Linked DNA regions of Capsicum annuum: region 2 is linked to region 1. Evidence: chromatin contacts called from public Hi-C data. All regions are on one chromosome and are shown on one strand. The core of a region is the stretch at or near the end of the contact, and the rest is flanking DNA. Distances in the headings are between cores, read along the strand shown. Region 1 holds the start of LOC107863441 (BAG family molecular chaperone regulator 7). Region 2 holds the start of LOC107863437 (acid beta-fructofuranosidase AIV-18).

Region 1 (4,368 bases), core at 1,661-4,160:
TAACATCAAGCATTGCTTCTAACTCGTCTACCATAGACTTCTTTGCAGCTCGGACCATCATATCCGCACCCTAATACAGAAGGAAAGTAAAGAATAAATGCATTTCTGAAACAGAAGGAAAATGCCAAAAAGGGTCGAAACTGCCAAAGATTTGCATAACACATTGCAAGTAGAGAAAATATGTGATCCCATTATATGCACACATTTGATGTAATTGACAAATTATATATATGGATTCTAATGTAGAAATAAAATTAAGTTAACAATGACATTGCTGGTTGCAGTAGGCACCGCGTCATGCAAATCAATTAAAATACAGACCGAAAAAGGTTTTACTAGAAGTATTTATGGAAATGATGAAGCTATTGTAAAGCTAGCTGGAAAACAGAAAATTTGTGCTTCCTCACTTCAATTCGAGGAAAGGCAGCAGTATAGCAACAATAAACTGCATCCTTATGTTGCCTGTTTAGTTAGACAATGCTAAGAGGAGTAATCTGTACTGGATAATGATTAGCAAAAATAGAAGCACAAACGTCTCAAAATGTATCTGTCCCAAATGTCATGCTTATAATATTTTTCATTGTTCAGATCCATACTTCCTATTAATGAGCCTCGATTTGATGAACTACTTCAAATGTGGACCACCCAACACCCCCAAAAGAGAATGAAAAGCAATAAGAAAAAAAATAGACAAGAATCACTAAAATGAGGGCGCTGAAACGCGAATTCTAGGAATCAGATCATGCAACATTTACAAATATCCGAAATAATAGATCCATGAACAGATAAATGATGCTTTACCTGCAAAAATAAGGTTCCCAAGTAGCAAATTTTAGTATTCTATCCATTCCACTTTATACGCCCTCTTGTTTTATTTTGGGACAACTTAGAGTCTTTGAGAATACTATTTTGTACAATATTCACAACTTTCAAATATCCATTCCACTTTATACACCCTCTTGTTTTATTTTAGGACAACTCAGAGTCTTTGAGAATACTATTTTGTACAACAATATTCATAACTTCCAAATATCCAAATCCATTTGACTAATCAAGTAATAAATTTTGGTGTGCTTTTTTCCGGTACTACTTGAATATTTTCCTCAACTACCACTTATATAATATACTAAGTGACACTAGATCTTAAACTCCAAATCTGGTCAAACACCATCATAAAATTTGGAAAAGAAAAAGTAATACATCAGATAACTAAACTCAATAAGTTAATTGATAAAAACCACGAGCAACATCGCCATATAATAAATCTAGTAATATGTATACCTCAATGGCATCAACAGTGAGCAGTAACACAATAATCTTCTCAGAGAACCTCTGTCGCTCCTCAGCATCACGGGCAACACGTCGTCGGTAAGTGAAGTTGTTGAAGAGAGCCCTTAGCTCCTTCAACTTAGTCTTGGCAATGGCCAGCTCCCTCAGAGCACGCAGTGCCTGCGACCTCCTTATCAAGTAAGCCCTGAAACTCATTTGAATAGCTAAAGCTGCATCTTGTGGTGACAGCTCCTTCCTCTTCCCCCTTCTCTTCTCCACCCTCTTTGCAAATACCTATACATCACAAACAAAAAACACAATTCCCATTGAACCATATTTCATGATTTCGCATTCCTAGAGAAGATAGTGTCAATGTTACTCTCCCCCTTTTAATTTTTACTGGTCAGTATTTCAAAAATGGATTTTTACTCCTACTTGTCACTTTTATTTAACATAGAAAAGACAGTATTTTTTTCCTGTTTTACCCTCAACATTGATCACTGTTGATTACTTATTTTCCCAAATGTTTCCACCTGAAACATCAATTAATATGGTTAGTATAGTAAAATGTTCATACTAATTTCTTGAGATACGCACAAATTAAAGTGAACGAAATGAGCATTTCAAAGAACCTATGCTGCTCATACTCTTTAAGAATGTTGTTGGATGTGTGTGGTATCCTCTAAAACGAGTGCATTTTGGAGGATTCAACACAGGTACGTCGACAACATTTTCGGAGAGTCTGACATTGATTAGGAAAACAGTGAAAATCGAAACTGAACCTGTCTTAAAACAAGTGCGCCATGATGGGAAGGCTCTTCAATCTCAACCAAACGTGTAGATTTACTGCTTTCACATTTCTTCTTATCTTTCTTCTTCTCTTTTTTGTCACTTTCATCTCCATCACTGCTAGCATTTGATGCTTTAAAACTGTAACTACGTGAATCTTCACCTTTTCCTTTGATCTCAGCACTAAACTTGTAGCTTTTATCCAAACCACCTTTCTTCTTACCATCTTTAACCTCAGCAACCCACTTATACTTCCGATCAACACCGTCCTTCTCAGGACTCTTGATCTCAGCCGTCCACGTGTACTTCCTCTCACCAATTTTATTCTCCTTCTTCCTCTCCGCTAATAGCCCCCGCTCGAGCGCAGCGACTCGGTCGGACAGACACTGTAACTCAGTCCTGAGTCCGACCCGGTGGTGAATCCGGTAGCGAGTAGTGGTGTAGAAAGGGGTTCTTTCGATTTGAACCAGATCGGTAATGGTGTCAAAATCATCGAAGGGGGAGGTAAGATCAAGGAGGGTGGTGGGTGAGTAAGGCTTGGGGGAGAGGAGATCGAGGGTGCAGTCGAGTTCATCTTCAATGTGGAGGTAGTGGGGGTTTAGGAGTAGGGTTTTGGGGGTGAAAAATGAGGATTCTTGGAGAAAGAAAGAAGAAGGGGAGTAGTCGATAAGGTCAAATCTCCTGAAACGGCTCATTTTCGCTTGAATCTAGCAACCAAAGGGAAAAAGGATGTAAGCTTTGAAAAGAGATGGCGACAGAGTGATACAATATGCAGAGGTTTATTATTAGGATTAGGTGAAGGGATGCAGAAAGAAGAAGTCAAAAAGGAATAATAGGAGAGTGACGGGGGTATTATTGGAATTTAATGGAGATTAGTTAGTACTAATATTTTGTTTTTAAAAAAAAAAAAAAATTGGGGGGCATAGGAAAGAAAAATTGAGAGGGGGATAAAGGGAAATAAGACGGTGTTTAGATTGACTTATTTTTAGATGCTTTTAATTTTTAAATATTTTTTTAGTTTTGACTGTGTTTAATAAAGTAAAAAAATGTTTGTAAGTATTTATTTTTAAGTCAAAATAAGAGTTAATAAGTCAAAAATAGGATAATATTAATTTATGATTTTTGACTTATAAGTTTCTTATTAAAAGTTAATCCAAACAGGCCTAAGGATCAAACCTTCACCGATAATAACTCCAACTTAATTTTATAAGTTAAGTAATAACAAATTCAATGTAATTTTGTAAGTTTAGTTTGAAAAGAATAATTTACTTCTATCATATTGAAATAGAGAGACTAATAATTAAAAGAAGAAATATAGATATACGAAAAATCTCAATAATAAAATTTAAATTTTTAAATAGTCATTTGGCCATGAAAAGTTTTTACTTTTTATTCGAAAAATTATTTCACTTTAATGAAAAAAGTGAAGACAGTATACGTTTGGCCATGAGAATTTCAAATACAATTTTAAAATTGCATTTGAAAAAGTGAAAATAAATTTTACTTACTTTTACTCTTTTTTACTCATATTTTCCTAACAAAATTTCAAAAACAACGTTAATTTATATTCATGGTCAAAACACAACTCTTACTTCAACTCCAACTCTAAAAAATTATAATTTTTATGGTCAAATGAGACCTAAGTATCTACTCATGTGGGTTGTTTCGATTCCCCATGTTAGTTCCTAGAAATTTAGATAATAAATCAATTAGCTATTACTTCCTCCGTTCCACAACAAGTGAATTGTTGAAGTAATTTTTTGTGTTCAAAATAAGTAAATGATTCACAATTCAAGGTAGATGTTGAGTTTTTTTTTTTCAAATTTATCCTTCCTTAAATGTGTGATATATCATTATTAAGATTTTGAAATTTGAAAAAGGTATAAATGGAAAAACATGATAAATTTATGTCTTTATTTTTTTTCTTAACATGTGTGTCAAAATTCAAAAATTAACTTATTATGAAACAGAGGAAGTACTTATTTTCTTTTATGAGAATCAACAACCAATTAAATTACTTCCTTCCTCTTATTATATCTACTAGTTCGATTATACGTGTCTCGCGCGTGTACCTTACTTCAAAGAGTTCAGTTTTATAAAATTACTTTGATATCTTGATTAGTAATTGTCTATAAAAAAATATATGATAATCTATTTTTGTAAACGTACTAAAATTTTAGAAAACTTATATCAAATCGTAGAAAAAACTGTCTCTATAATCATAAATACTGTAAATATTTCACTAAAAACTTCTTAATCAACAATTGTATAGCATGAATACATGATAATTTATTATTATAAACTTCAAGA
Region 2 (4,134 bases), core at 277-2,776, 370 kb before region 1:
CACCAAAGCATTTTCGTTATTTATACCAGACTTATTTTTCCATTCACGCACCCAAAAAATTGTTTCTTCATAGATGAAATTTATACTAATTCAAAATCAATATTTAAACAAGTTGTTTGATGAAGAAAAAGCATTGTAAATCATGAAATAGAATTTTCAAAATTAAGATATTAAATAAAAGTATTGAAATTACTTTCCCAAAATATTAAAGAAATATAACTGAATTTTTTAATAGATAGAACTTTTTCAGAAAATAGATAGAATCTTTTAGAAAAAATGTTTACACATCACGATCGTTGTTGAAAAACTCATTTGATATCCAAAAGTTTGACGCAACTCAATTGAAGTTATTCCTTCCGGTCCCAAATTTTGAATTTGAAAGCTGGATATTTCCTTACCAAAATTGGAGAACTTAAATAGCAACATCCATCTCTTCTTTTAATTATGATTAATTAGTATACTTTTTTGGTTAAAAAACTATTTTAGATCTTTGATATTTAAGTAACATATCTAAGCACAAACTTGGAAAAAATAAAAGAAATGGAGAGGACCTGAATCCTTTAATGCTAAGAAATCCAAATGATGAAATTGCGAATTACTTCATTAACTAATGATTTTCTTAGCCATGTATGATAGGACTGATAGGTTTAAACCAATGAAAAACCATAATTAGCTAAAAGGTAGATAATAATACAATCATGAGAAAATTAACTAAGCCGAGTGTCAAAATTTCTTGTCATCATACATAAACTTTTAGATTGGTTATGGTAACTATTCCCACTACTATTTTATTGTTTTTTTTTCTTTAACCAGTAACCTAATGCTCTAAGAATGACAATTAGTACTAGTAATTAACGTTGAACTCACCATTAGGATCTGCAGCATAAATAGCATCCATTCAGAATCCAGAAGATACCCCCACCAGATCAATAGCCATAAGAATCATTAAGAAAAAGCTGGTATAAGTATCTGGAATATTTCAATTTTGAGATCAAATGAAAGGGAAACTACTCGCTATGTTTCATTTTATTTGGCCATGTTGACTCCGTTTCTTTTTATCAAGTCAACATGGCTCTAAGTAAATTATAATGAAGAGAGTAATTTTCTTTTTTAAAAAAAAAAAGTAAAAATAAGAAAGTTACCGTTCATCCAATTTTTTTGAGGTTGAAAATGATAAGCAGTTCTTTGCCAGTTAAGCATAGCATTGGACCACGCGTACGAAACTTGACTAGTACCTGAAACATCCTTAAAAGTCTTCTCCGACACTCCCTGAGAAACACCTCTTGACGGGGTCGCCGGCGTCAAAGTCTCCGACGCCGACGGAGATTTATTTTGCAAGTTGGGAGGTTGGTTGTTGAGAATAACAAAGGCGGCTAAATAAAGCAAAAAGAAAGAGGAGAGTAAAATGACGGAGACAACTTTAATGGACTTCCGGTGACCGGAATCGGGTTGACCCGGGAGAAATGTGTAATGGGTGGTGGAGGTTTCCGGGTCATAACTGGAAGGGTGGATGGCCATAAGGGAAGATGGAGGAATGGGAAAGCTACTACTACTTAAGTCTATTGAGTAGTGCTGCTGTATATATAGATGAGCAGAGAAAATGGCTGAGTTGTGGGGCCAAGTGAATTGAGTAAGAAAATGGTTGTATAACTTGGGGGTAAACTTGGGAGGGATTTATAGGCTGATTTAGCTTTTCATTTAAATGTTTAGTTGGAATATTGTATTTCTCTGTGTCTCAAATTATCTATTTCGTCTTTTTCTTTTATATGTTTTTAAGCGAAACTTTAATTAGAAGGATTTTTGATAATTTATTCTTATTTATATCTTAAACTAGTGGCGGTAGGTCATGCTGAGCACGGATTCAACATATTAAAATTAAATTTTTTAAAATTATTATGAAAGCAATGAAATAACTCCTCATAATTAGGTATTGATATATTTATATATAATATGAGTATATTTAAGAATTTAATCTCAGTTTATATTCTCTCGATAATTTTACTATTTTTAGATCTTTCATTAAGTGTTAAGAAAATATATTTATGCATGAAGGAGCGTAAAAAATTAAATAATTTAAATAATTTAAGTTTTTAATTATTCTGATTTATAATACTTTTTCTTCTATTTTAGTTTAAGTGACACTAATATAATTTCGAAAGTTGAGCAAATAACAATTAAAGTAGCGAAGCAAACATGTCTTAAATGATTCATAATAACTAATTAGAAGTGATATACAAAATTGTTATAAAAATACGTTTGAAAATAACTTAAGTGATCCTCATCTAAGATGTCAAGATAATTTAAAATATCAAGAGTTAATTTATTATTTTATATTTATTTTACTTTTTTTTATTAAATACTATTAATTTTTTAATACTTAGATAACTTATAATAATTAATTGAGGATGATATAGTAAAATTATGGTTGAAATAGCTAAAACAGACATGTCACAAATGTCTATTTTACTTTTTTTTTATTAAATATAATTAATTTTTTAATACATAAATGAAATATAATAATTAATTAAGGTGATATAGTAAAATCACAGAGCAAGCAGTGGGTGAAAAACATATCGATCACCGAAACGAAAAAGTTTACGTATTTCATGCTTTATTTATTTGTACGTGATATAATAAAATTACGATTGAAGTACCTGAAGCAAGCATGTAATAGATGTCTATTATACTTTTTTTAAACTTAATATTATTAATTTTTTAATATATAAATGACTTATAATGATTAATTAGGAATGATATAGCAAAATCATGATTGAATCAGTTGAAGCAGACATGTTATAAATATCTATTTTACTTTTTTTTAATTATATATTATTAATTTTCTAATACGTAATGACTTATAATAATTAATTATGAATGATATAGTAAAATCATGGTTGAAGCAGCGGAAACAAACATGTCATGAATATCTCATTTAATTTTTTAATTAAATATTATTAATTTTTTAATACATAAATGACTTAAACGATTTATAATAATTAATTAATGATGATATAGTAAAATCACGGGTAAAGCAGCTGAAATAAATATGTTATAAATATCTCTTTTACTTTTTTTAATTTATATTTAATTTTTAATATATAAATAACTTATAATAATTAATTAAGGAGATATAGTAAAGTCACGATCGAAACAGCTAAAGCAGGCATGTCATCAACAAGCTGTCTGCTTCAGCTGCTTCATTTAGTAATAGATATTAGTAAATGATCTATAATAATTAATTAAGGGTGATATATATAGTAAAATCATAATTAAAGTAGCTGAAGCAAACATGTCATCCACAAGTTGCCTGCTTCAGCAGCTTCATTCACACTTTTATATCAGAATAGATATAGTCTAACTTTATTAAATATTAACTTTATTTATATGTTATCACTTTATAATTAAAGTGTTTTTAGTCTTCAAAAATAATTACTACTACGAATAAATAAAAAATAATTAATTTTTAAACATTTAAAATAAAAAATATTTTACTAACGTATATGATGTAGCGGATGAGGATGTTCCTTCCTTAATCAGAGGTCTTGATTTCGAGTCTTATGTAAGAAAAAATCCTTGGTCTGAACGACTTTCTCCCAAATGGACCCTAATCCTTACTCCCTCCGTCCCAAATTGAGATGACGTATTGATTAAAAAAATAATTAATAACATGCTTAATTTACCATAGTATCCTTATTAAATGATGTTTACATTTTAATTTGAAGAAAAAACAATTAATGCAAAGAATAAAACATGATTTTTTTTTCTTCTTGATTAATGGAAAAAGATAAGTAGAATGAAAAATCAAATTAGAAAATTAGGGACGAATAATTTAGAACGGAGGAAGTGTTTATCAGGTTTCAATGAGTATTGGACACCAAATGAAAAATAAATAAATAAATAAATAATAATTTGAGATAATTACTTTCATATTTTTTGTTTTAATTTAGTTATTTTATTTTTATTTTTAATTTGTTATATATTTGAAAATTGTGTAAAAGATATTATATTTTAAAAAATTGCATAAGAATATCACCAATTACAATATTTAACAATTTAAATTATTTCAAGGCGCATAAAAAATTTGGTTGACTCAAAATTCTATCAATGCAACATAAATTGAAAGTTGTTATTTGA

What was found. Hi-C and Micro-C count contacts between places; a contact is called where the count stands out from the background.
Region 2: a contact with region 1 is called in a Hi-C map of leaf, with 3 times the contacts expected there. The contact joins the promoter of LOC107863437 here to the promoter of LOC107863441 in region 1. A contact is called at or near these places in 2 of 5 Hi-C or Micro-C datasets (leaf and placenta).

The regions. Positions count from the first base shown.
Region 1 is chr3:192,807,672-192,812,039 of UCD10Xv1.1, reverse strand. It overlaps LOC107863441 (BAG family molecular chaperone regulator 7), which reads right to left and starts at 2,910. Exons shown (of 3, transcript XM_016709351.2): 1 at 2,052-2,910; 2 at 1,282-1,563; 3 at 1-70. The coding sequence starts at 2,753.
Region 2 is chr3:193,179,266-193,183,399 of UCD10Xv1.1, reverse strand. LOC107863437 (acid beta-fructofuranosidase AIV-18) reads right to left here and starts at 1,526. Exons shown (of 7, transcript NM_001324862.1): 1 at 1,143-1,526; 2 at 868-876. The coding sequence starts at 1,518.